Regions from separate parts of the Muntiacus reevesi genome. Here regions 2 and 3 are each linked to region 1. The links are chromatin contacts, called in public Hi-C maps. All regions are on one chromosome and are shown on one strand. Each heading gives the region's core, a stretch centred on a gene start, on an enhancer-like site or on the middle of the called end of the contact. The rest is flanking DNA. Distances are from core to core; before and after follow the strand shown. Region 1 holds the start of SEC24A (SEC24 homolog A, COPII coat complex component). Region 2 holds the start of UBE2B (ubiquitin conjugating enzyme E2 B). Region 3 holds the start of TXNDC15 (thioredoxin domain containing 15).

Region 1 (3,603 bases), core at 410-2,909:
AATAAAAAATAGTTTACATAATCTGTTACCATAAGTTTGGGAAAAAACAACTGATTCAACTTAATACCATTTCAGTGCTTACTCTCACTTATTCTTGCTACTGCCTACATACTTGCCTACTCATAGACATTTTTAAAAGTCTTTTGGAGCCTTCTTTGTAAAGAAACCAGTAGTCTCTAAAAACAATGTAAATTAGCTATTTTAGTCAGTGGTTATTTTCTCGAACTCCACAGAAATCTTAGATTTCAATGGGAAACTGAAGCATTTTAATATTATTCTACTAGTTTTGTTTCCAAGAACTAAAGATTTATAAGTAAACTGGTAACCCATCTCCCAACAGATGTTGGGAGAACATCTGTCTTTATTATAAGTTCTTTATGATTATAAAGAACTTAGCAAATCACAACATAGGACAATTTAAAGAATCCTAGAAAGAGTATAAAATTAGAAGACATCCTCACACCGAATGACAAATTATAGTGCCACATGTACACTCTGGTCAGAGGTCCAGAGAATTTGTGTCCAATCACTTTCCAAGTGATGTAACGACCTCTGGAAATCAAACAGGAGATCCTCCCCTTCTAAAGCTGAAAAACTGAACAGGTGGCCTAGGTACAATTCGGGGAAGGTTCAGGGAGAGAGGAGCAGGTCCTAAAGAGGCAAAGCATAATCCTCCATTCATCTCCGCAGGTTCACACTGAGTACTTTAATGCAGGCCTGACCGGACCGAAATTAATCAGACCCCAAACCGTGCTCTCCAGAAGACGAAGGTGAGGTGGCGCGGAGAGAAAGGGCACATAAACAGATGCCAAGAGCCTTGCATGCGAGTTGTGAGTTAATGACGGCGTCTGTGTTTTTCACCCATGTATACCCAGGGCGTTTTATACAGCAAGTGCTCAGCAACTGTATGCTGAACGAAAGAATAAATAAATAAATATGAAACACTAAGCAAGTCGCGGTCCCTGTGGCTCAGCCTCCCAGCTCCAGGCGCTCCTGACCCTGGCAGGGAAGTCACTCTCGCCTGATGTCCCCTCAGACGGAGGCAACAACCAAAGGTCAACTCGGGCCGGGGCCCAAACTTCGCCTTCCCCAACTCTTAACACCCAGAGGTACTTACCGTTGGTGTAGGGAGACCCCGACGCCGAGGCGGCCCCATTCTGGGCCTGGAGGCCGGTGGAGGCGCCGCCAGAGGCGGGTATCCCGGGCTGGGACATGACGACGACGTTTATAGGGGTCTGGTCGGGGTCTGCGACAGCCCCAAGCCAAGAGTTGAAAAACGACGGCTGGAAGCCAGAGATGGGGCTAACGACTTAGGACTGAAAGCCGGATTGAGAGAGGGCGGCGCAGGGAGCCCTACGCATGGCGCCGCATTCTCCCCAGTCCGCCGGCGGTCAGAGCTTGGCCTGGGTGCCGAGGCTTGGGTGTCGGGCCGCTGGGGCCGCGAACGCCGGGTTGTAAAGCAGCAGCCAAGCGGAGACAGACTAAGGGAGGCCCCGACCGGAACTGCCTGTCAGCCGCTGGGCGCGCAGGCGCAATCGGGACACGTGGCACTTCCGGCTCCGGCCTCGCAGCGGCAGCCTCAGTCGGTGAGCTCTTCTCTCCCGGCGGGGCTGCCCTGAGCCACCTGACAGCTCCGGGTGTCCCGGCCCGAAGGACCGTGCTCGGCCTCTCCTGCCACGTCACTGACTCTCACTGTCGGCCGGAAGTGGCGTGTGTCACCGACACGGAAATCCCCGCCGTCGTGAACGCGGCAAGGCCGGGATCTGAGGACAGTCAGGGTTTCAGTGGCAGCTTTCGAGGGGTGGGACTGACAGTTCTCCAGTTTTTGTGAAGATTACCTGAGAGGACAGACTTCATTGTCCTCTGTTGAACCGATTAATGTTCATCACGGTATTTCATTTCACATTTCATCATATTCCAGGTGTAATTTATAAGGGATTTTTTTTAAAGGTTAATTAGGTATAGGTGTTCAAAGTAATCAAATCGAAGAGGAGGCCTTTGCTTTTTGACCTGAAGATTCAAAAGTAATTTTAATTTTGAAACTCGCTGATTCATATAGCAAGTCATGCCAGAGTTCATTAACATATTTAAATGGCAATTTTATTTCCTCTTCTAAGAGTTTACAGTAAAGTACAACATTCAAACTTCCTTTCTAGGCAAGGTGACTTTTTTTCTTGCAAGTAGACTTTTTTTTTTTTTTTTACTTTTGAGACTAAGGGGAGGTAGAAACTGGAATGATTAGACAACATAGTTAATGACATCAGTGATCATATTAGCCACCTTCCTTATACTTAGGTTTTTCCTGTCCTGAGCTGATGATAAAGCCCTCCTTTCAACTATAGACTTGTGTCGTTGACTAAAATGTCTTGCCAAGGGTTTCAAAATCTGTGAAAGGTGAAATACATCTTAACTCATTTAATATCAAATGCCTACTATGAAATGTTATATTACATACAAAAAGTAAGAACTAAACTGCTGTGAGAGGCCTGAAAACAGTAAGAATTCAAATAACTACCTGTTAATTTTTATCTTTTTTTTAACATTTGCCTCATATGTGTAAAAATGTGTTTGCTGTGCATGAAATTGAAAAACTCAATTCCTTTGTACAAGATACAGGTACAAAGTCTTTAGAATGAAGATGATACTTTTGGTCAAAATGTTTTTAGCTTAGGGCCCCATAACAAAAATCCCAAAGCATATGTCCCAAGACCACTTGAAAAGATACACAATCACAAGCCTCTCAATGGTTTTAAGATACATAAACACAAGTCTATTTTCTGAGAAAATAGACCTCAGAAACTCAACCTCCCTGAGCTTAGAAAAATCAGTGTTACTCTTCAAAAGAGCAAATCCAAAAAAAAAAAAAAAGAGCAAATCCTTAGGCCTGGACTCAAACTTGCATTAGTTTAATTTTTTATGCAACATTTTAATGATCTTGGTTTACTAACCTTGGCATCCGAGTTGGATTTGGTTAAATCAAGTTTTCTTTGGACTTTGTTCTGTTTAAGCAATATCTCTGTTCAGCAAAAAAACAACAGCAGCAGCAGCAACTGATGAAGAAGAATTAGCCATTTTAAAAAGCAAGTAACCTCTGGTTCAATCAGGTTAAATAAATGTAAATAATTTGCTAATAAGTAAACAATGCTTTTTCTAAAATGTGTCACACCCCTATGTATCCCTGTTGCTATTATCACCCCCCACTCCAAAAACAAAAACAAGAAACAAAACTATGGTTAAGTCTTTCAAGTGTCTTTTACATTTTCAATGTAACAGCTTTAAAATATTGAAGGAAAAGGCATTATTTGTCATCTACACACCCTGAGGAATAGTAGGAAAGTAAGTTTAAGTAACTGAGGTGAGAAAACAAACTTAAACAGTTAAGTGCTTTTCATATTTAAATATCCACACAAGTGCCAAATCCTCTGGCTTCTTAAAGTGTGGCCACATAAATTTTATGGAAAAATTATTAGTACTATTACCAGTTGTTAAAGTTATTGATATTTCTTTGATCAATTATTATATCTACCCTATACTACCATACACTTTTCTAAACTAATGTCAATAATATATTCTACTTTGTAATCCTTGATTTCCAGAACAGGA
Region 2 (3,603 bases), core at 539-3,038, 230 kb after region 1:
TTCTTATTTTCATTTTTTTTCCTTCCTGTTCTTTCGGAGAAGGCAATGGCACCCCACTCCAGTACTCTTGCCTGGAGAATCCCATGGACAGAGGAGCCTGGTAGACTACAGTTCATGGGGTCGCTAAGAGTCAGACATGACTGAGCGACTTCACTTTCACTTTTCACTTTCATGCACTGGAGAAGGAAATAGCAACCCACTCCATTATTCTTCCCTGGAGAATCCCAGGGACAGGGGAGCCTGGTGGGCTGCTGTCTATGGGGTCGCACAGAGTTGGACACGACTGACGTGACTTAGCAGCAGTAACATAGCAATTCTTAACTTTCCTATAGCTAAGGATGGAGACATACTGTTAGGGTTACCCTACAGTGAAATGCTAAAGAGAATTAAAAAAAAAAAAAAAATCTGTCATGTCATTTGTTTAGCAATTATAATTGTTTTGGAAATCTACAGTTCATGGTTTTCCAGAATGAAGTAATGCTTTTGATCAAATCAAGTAAGTTTCATTAAAGTCCGAGAGCTTTATTGTATAAGCAAGAATCATACGTTGTCCTGGTTACCAACCCTGTCATAACCTAGTTGTAGAAAGGATAGATTTAAGGCTATAATTTTACAGGGTAGACTCAGTTGCTCTAGATTGTGAGCTCACTGAGAGCAGGGACTCTGATTCATGCTTTGATCCTTGGCAACATTATAAGTCAACAACAAATATTTAATAAATGTGCTTTACAAGTCTGGGTCCAGTATAAGATTTACTGTGATACTCATAGAAAATATAACATAGTTGAAAAACTTTTCAAAAGGAAAGACAATTTTGAATATTTTTATGGTGATAAGCAAAAACCATAACTACCTCTCTTTCCCCTCCGTCTCTCAATAAAAGCTGTCGCAGCATAGAAACACTTAGGAATGTTTTAAAATACCAATTTCTTTACCCTAACTCATTTAAATCAGGATCTCTGGGGTTGGGGCCTTTTAACAAACTCTCTAGGTGTGATTTTATTTTTTATTTTTTTCTAGGTGTGATTTTAATGTGCATGTTGGGGTAAGACCAACTGGACTAGAATTTATTGGATAATAATAATGCTTTCTCTTATTCAGAAGCAAAGTGAGATTTGGCCTCTTACGCTTAACTTTTTTTTTTAGCAGGAAAATGAAAGCCGTAACGAAAACAGCACTGCCTGGGCATTTCCAGTGATATTCTTTTTATTCATTGGAGGCTGTCACTCAATCCGAACCCCATGTCTAGTTCTTAGACGATTAAGATTTGGGGTGCCTTGTATGTCACTCTATTTTGTGGTGGAGCCCTTTGAATTATTTGCTTTTCCAAAGAGGGCCTTTTACGAGTTTTGAAGTGTAGAAAGGGAATTTTTTTAAAAGAGAATTACTATGACTTCAGGGAAAAAATTTTTTGGCATGTAAGAGGTGTTCAAGAAATGTTCTTATGAATCGTCTTATCCCTGTTTTAAGGATGAACGTCGACAGCTGAGGTTAAACACAGATTATGTAACATTAAGATAATTAGGTAACTTAGAAAACTATAATTTTACAAGACTTCCTTGGAAGTCTCGTTTTACAAGAAGTCTCTACCTGTGACACCAAGCATCCTTTTAGGAACCAGCACAAGAAGCAAGTGTTCTCGGGCCTGCGAGCGTCTAAGATGCAGGTCGGATAAACTTCCACCCCGGTTCCCCTTCCCTAGAGGATTTGCAGTTTCTCGAGCTTTTGCCAAAGTATGATCCTCCCCTGTCGCGGCTCAGAACCAACCTTATGTAGTGGCCCCAGTTTGACCGACAGCTGCTCGTATTACCGACCTCCACCCGCAGGGAAGCTTCCAGTTAACCCCCACAGGAACTCTTGTCCACGCGTTTCCATTTTCCCTTCCGGGTCGGGCCTGGCCGGTTTTCCGGTCTTGCGCAGTAGACCCTAAGCCAGTGACCTGCTGCCCCGTTGCTATGGTAGTAGGCAGCCGGGAGCTAGCAGGCTAGGTAGGGTGGGAGTCGCTGTGACTGCACTGAGCCAGGCTGCAGGATCACAGAATGGGCTGAGGCAGCGGCGGCTGCCCGGACGAGGTCGACGGTGGGGAAAGAGGCGCGGCACTGGTCTGGGACTCTAAGACTCCTGGTTTGAGGAGCGGGCGGGACCGAGGTTTTCTTGGGTCCCGGGGCCTGATCTGTTGGTGACTGCAGCTTTGCGGAAAACTTATATTTGATGGGGCTTGACGAGACGTGTGGGAACCCTACCCATGATGAATAGGTGACATGTAGTGAGAGCATCTTAAAGCTTGGTGGGAATGATGGAAACAGTAGCAAGTTCCCCCAAGTTCTGGTGGTGGCCGAAGCCACATAAAGACGCCCTGCTACCGAGCTGGCAGAGTTCCCAGAGACAAACACGACTCTTGGAAAAGAATCCTAGTTTTCCTTTTCCCGTAATTTAAAGTATTAGTTTATTGTGATATTGCACTATCCACGTTGAATAAAGGTATGAATGTTTAATCTTCTCCCTCCCCCCCCCCCCCTTTCTTTCCATAAAGAAAAAACCGGGCTTCAAAATGGAGATGTATGAAACCCTTGGAAAAGTGGGAGAGGGAAGTTATGGAACAGTCATGAAGTGTAAACATAAGGATACTGGGCAGACAGTGGCCATTAAGATATTTTATCAGAAACCAGAAAAGTCTGTCAACAAAATTGCAATGAGGGAAATAAAGTTTCTAAAGGTTTGCTTCTTTTACCTTAATTGCTCTCTGTAAGTCAAAAAAGAGATTGTTATAAAATAAAAACTTATATAATGAATATTTCAGTTAACATAGGTATTTGGAATAGAAAAACAAGTGTGATAGCTTACCTTATTGTGTACATTTTGTAATTTTACAGTGGTAGTAGATAAATGTGCTTGTGTATAATGTAACAAAAACTGCCAAATGTGAAATAATTATTCAATTATTTAGTTTTATAACACTTAATAAAAATGTCTGTGTTTGTGCCAGATGTTGTGACTATAATGAGGTGAGAGACAGTACCTGCTCTTCAGAACTTTTATTATTTAATCAGAAAGACAAGAGGACATATTAAAATAACAGTGAATTTTAAGTAACTCACAGTAAAAGCCAGTGATTAACACAAAGTCCTACTGGATAGGGAAGATTTCTTGGAGGAGGTGGAACTTGAATTGGGCTTTAAAGGGTATGTAGGATTTAGGAAACATAAACAGCATAAGCTCGAGAGCCTAAAGCAAGACAAAGAACCAAGAGCAGAGCAGAGTGGACAAAGAGCATTTGCCTGTAGAGTTTCTTATACAGAAGTGGAAAGAAGTGAGATGAGAGAAGTAAATTGGAGATAGGTTTTAAAGTCTTCTAAGCTAAGAAATCAAAACTTGATTTTTCCGAGAGATTTTGAATTCAGAGTAAAGAAGTGGTTAATATTAATCTAGCATTATTTTTTTAGAATAGAGGACTATAGATTGGAGGACTGAGAAAGTAAAAATAGGGAAATGTGTTCTGACCTTAATTCAAGAATCCTTAAATGTGAGGGACCTTGCTAGAATGCAGCACTTTGAATTGAAAGTAGTAATATATTACTAAAGAAGACATGAAAGTGTAGAAGG
Region 3 (3,603 bases), core at 476-2,975, 180 kb before region 1:
CATCCTGAAAGAATCTCCAGAGATAAAAATCAGGGCACAAAAAAGAATCTGGTGCTCCTGATCGCCTTCATATACAACTAGATAAATTTCCCTTACAGAAAATCAAAAGGAAGTCTGAGTGATGCAAAGAGTTAGAACTTTGAGTCAGAATAAGAGAAAACAGAAACTGTCATGTGACGTCTCTCCCCAAAGTCATCATGGGTTTTGGATTTGAGTATTTTTTCTTTTCCTTTTTTTCTCCTTTATGACCTTAAGGACATTGGAAATACCCAGTGAACTCTCCACCATTGATGTAACCCTACGGACTCTGCAGCTGTTGGTGGTATGGTTATACAATTTTTGTGATAGGGAAACAAGTTCTTTTGAATAAAAATAACAAATGATGCTCAAAAAGCGCTAAGGATACTGCCTGGCATACAATGAGTGTTTTCATTACTTTTCATCACTCAGCAAGCCGGCTGCCTTGCCTCTTTCCAGGACACTGTTGCAAAAGGAAGGCCCTGCATACTTCTGATGCATGCGCACTAAGTCGCTTCAGTCGTGTCCTACTCTTTGCGACCCCATGGGCTGTAGCCCGCCAGGCTCCTCTGTCCATGGGGTTCTCCAGGCAAGAATACTGGAGTAGATTGCCATGCCCTCCTCCAGGGGATCTTCCCCACCCAGGGATCAAACCTGCATCTCTTCTGTCTCCTGCATTGACAGGCATGTTCTTTAACACTAGCGCTACCTGGGAAGCCCGCGTATTTCTGGTAAATTCTGAATAACAAGCAAGTTCAAAAGGTCTGGACTTTAACAGAGCTGTGAGGAGTGGGGAGAAAGAGCAATGAGACGAAGTCCCAGCCATGCCTCCAGGTGGCTGCCTTCCCCCACGGAGGAGGGCCTAAGAGCAAAATCTGGCAAGCAGCGGGTCACCCGGGGTGTCTGCTGTGCTGTTGCCATCTATCCTTCACACAGGCACCTGAGCAAGAATGACCTTCTTAAGAAAGTGGTCCAGCAGGGTGCAAAGTAAATCGTGGGCTTTGCAGTGAGAGATACAGGCTCTGCCAATTACCAGAAGCACAAATGTAGGCAGATTACGTCGCCTCTCTGAGCTCAGCATCTTCATCAGCAAAACAGGGATACTCAGAACATATCTCGGTGGGAAGACAAGGAGAACGTGACAGAAAGTACTATGCACAGTTCCTGGCTCCTACTGAGGGCACGGTTGTTGTTGATCAGTCGCTAAGCCGTGTCCGACTCTGCGCCACGGTCCAGGTCGGCTACTCGTTATGACTGTCATTAATAATAAAGTGCTCAGCGCATGCGGGTACGCCTCAGTAAGCGCTAATACACGCTCGGGGCATCCCGCCCCAGCGCCTCCCACCCCGGACCGCGAGCCGGGACCACCGGGGGAAAGAGGTCGGGACGACGTAGAGAGAGGCGCTCTAGAGGGCGCCAGGAAGAGGCGAGGCGCGCAGATCCGGGCCTTCGCGCAGACGAAAGAGCGTCGCCCAGGTAGACCACCTTGCCGGTCATTTCACGCACAGCCTCCCGCGCCGCCGCCCACGGCCCCGGCCTGTACTCACTCTCCTCGGCGCGGGCAGGAGACCCCAGCACCCACAGCAGAACCTGCCACCAGCCTAGGAGCCGCATGGTGCGCGGCGGGCACCGGCCGGTACTCCCAGGCCGAAGGGCAACAGGCGCACAGCGACGCGAGTCGCGCTCCGCGGCGGAGGAAGGCTGGGGGAGGAAGGCTGGGGGAGGAGAGGCCGGGAGCGCGGGCGCGGCCCCGCGCCGCCATCTTGGCAGCTGGCAGCGGCCGAGGGCGCCATCTTGGAGTCGGGCGGCCAGCTCTGGCTCCTGGGCTCTGGCTTGCGCCGTGGGGCTCCGGGCTGTTTTCTATATTGCCTGACCCTGGTGCGGCCTGGCGGCTGGCAGCACACCCTGCGCCCCTGCCTAGCACTTCCTTCTCGGGCCAGAAAGGCCCAGAAGTCTCCTGTTGGAGCGCTCATGGAAGTTCAGATCTCCAGCTACACTTCCCAGGTTGCCACATAAAACACAGGATGTCTATTTAAAAATTTCACATAAACAACGAATGAGTTTTTTCACTGTTAAGAGACCGACCATTGCTAGGCTGCCCTAGTTTTGCTACAGTAAATTTTCTAGTGGGTCCAGAAGGTGCTGGGACAATGGACAACAGGGGTGGAAGAGCCCACATTTGTAAACTAGATCACTGCGGTCATCATTTGGAATAACAACCTTACACCCAACAGTGTAGTAGCAAAGATTTTCGTTAATTTCTTGTCTCCTGTAACCTTGGGCTTCCCTGGTGGCTCAGGGGTAAAGAATCCACCTGCCAATGCAGGAGACTCCAGTTCCATCCCTGCTTCAGGGAGATCCCCTGGAGAAGGGAATGGCAACCCACTCCAGTATTCTTGACTGGGAATGCCTATGAACAGAGGAGCCAGGAGGGCTATAGTCATGGGGTGGCAAAGAGTAGGATAGACTTAGCAACTAACAACAACACACCCTCCTTACTGGATTTGAAGGTGCATGAAAAGCCAATGGGACAGAGGATTAGAAGAATTTAGGATTAATGAAAAGGAGGCTGATTTGGCTCATCCACACACTTTTTCCTCTTTATTATGTCCTATTCCCCTCTCTGTGTTTGTGTTTTGGCTGTTTGTTTGGACACATGCACTTCCAGATGTTAGACTTGTTTTACGGTAAATGCTATCTGTGATGACAATTCCATATATACAGCCAGCAGGACAGAATGTATATTTGACTGTCTCACCGCCAGGTGGCACATGCACTTATTTTCAGTGAGAGGTTAAAACATTGAGGTTTAAAACAGGTTTTACTTTCATTTCCTACGAGGTAAAAAAGTTTGACATCACTTTCTTTGGCTGAACTCTATGCACCAACACCATACATCCTGGGGGTTTACACAAGAGACTGATAATATTTGGAATTGTTGGGACATCCCTTGTGGTCCAGTGGCTAAAACTCCAGGCTCCCAATGCAGGGATCCCTGGTCAGGGAACTACATCACACATGCCACAACTAAGACCCGATGCAGCCAAACAAATATTTTTAAAAGAAAGGAGAAATTGTAACTCACAGCTACACACCTGCACTCACAGTGTTTTGTGTAGTGTAAGGGAGAGAAGGCGGGGTTTGGAAAAAGACCGAGACTGGCACTTTACAGGAACAGGTCAGATCACCTTTAATGAGGGGAGAAGGGGCAGCAGTCAGATTAGTGAGCTGCTGTACTAACCCAAGAAAGCCTGTTCTTCTCCAAGGTTGTTCGGAGTAGTTATCTCTTAAACAGCGGGGGCAAGGAATTCTGGGGATGGCCAGAGGCTGGACCGGCTGGGAGCTGGGCATAATCTATCTTAATGTCCATTTTTTTTCTTCAGGTGAGAGAGTTCTTTGTTTTGCATAGAATGGTGGGGAGGACCCAGAGGGGAGTTTTAACTCCAGGCTATTTTGAGCCATGTAACTTTCCTTCATTTTGTCCCTGTTGATGTGTGGTTAGTCACTCAGTCGTTTCCAACTCATTGCAACCCCATGGATGATAACCCGCCAGGCTCCTCTGTCCATGGGGATACTCCAGCCAAG

The links. A called contact is a pair of places that touch in the nucleus more often than the background predicts.
Region 2: a contact with region 1 is called in a Hi-C map of muscle, with 3 times the contacts expected there. The contact joins the promoter of UBE2B here to the promoter of SEC24A in region 1. A contact is called at or near these places in 2 of 3 Hi-C or Micro-C datasets (blood and muscle).
Region 3: a Hi-C map of muscle shows a contact between it and region 1, with 2.4 times the contacts expected there. The contact joins the promoter of TXNDC15 here to the promoter of SEC24A in region 1. A contact is called at or near these places in 2 of 3 Hi-C or Micro-C datasets (blood and muscle).

The regions. Positions count from the first base shown.
Region 1 is chr1:224,227,214-224,230,816 of mMunRee1.1, reverse strand. It overlaps SEC24A (SEC24 homolog A, COPII coat complex component), which reads right to left and starts at 1,659. Exons shown (of 22, transcript XM_065918571.1): 1 at 1,118-1,659. The coding sequence starts at 1,214. LOC136156122 (a long non-coding RNA gene) reads right to left here. Exons shown (of 3, transcript XR_010660907.1): 2 at 2,949-3,050; 3 at 1,826-2,010.
Region 2 is chr1:223,998,479-224,002,081 of mMunRee1.1, reverse strand. UBE2B (ubiquitin conjugating enzyme E2 B) reads right to left here and starts at 1,788. Exons shown (of 6, transcript XM_065918555.1): 1 at 1,768-1,788. CDKL3 (cyclin dependent kinase like 3) reads left to right here and starts at 2,552. Exons shown (of 12, transcript XM_065918559.1): 1 at 2,552-2,716. The coding sequence starts at 2,552.
Region 3 is chr1:224,404,227-224,407,829 of mMunRee1.1, reverse strand. It overlaps TXNDC15 (thioredoxin domain containing 15), which reads right to left and starts at 1,725. Exons shown (of 5, transcript XM_065918578.1): 1 at 1,566-1,725. The coding sequence starts at 1,632.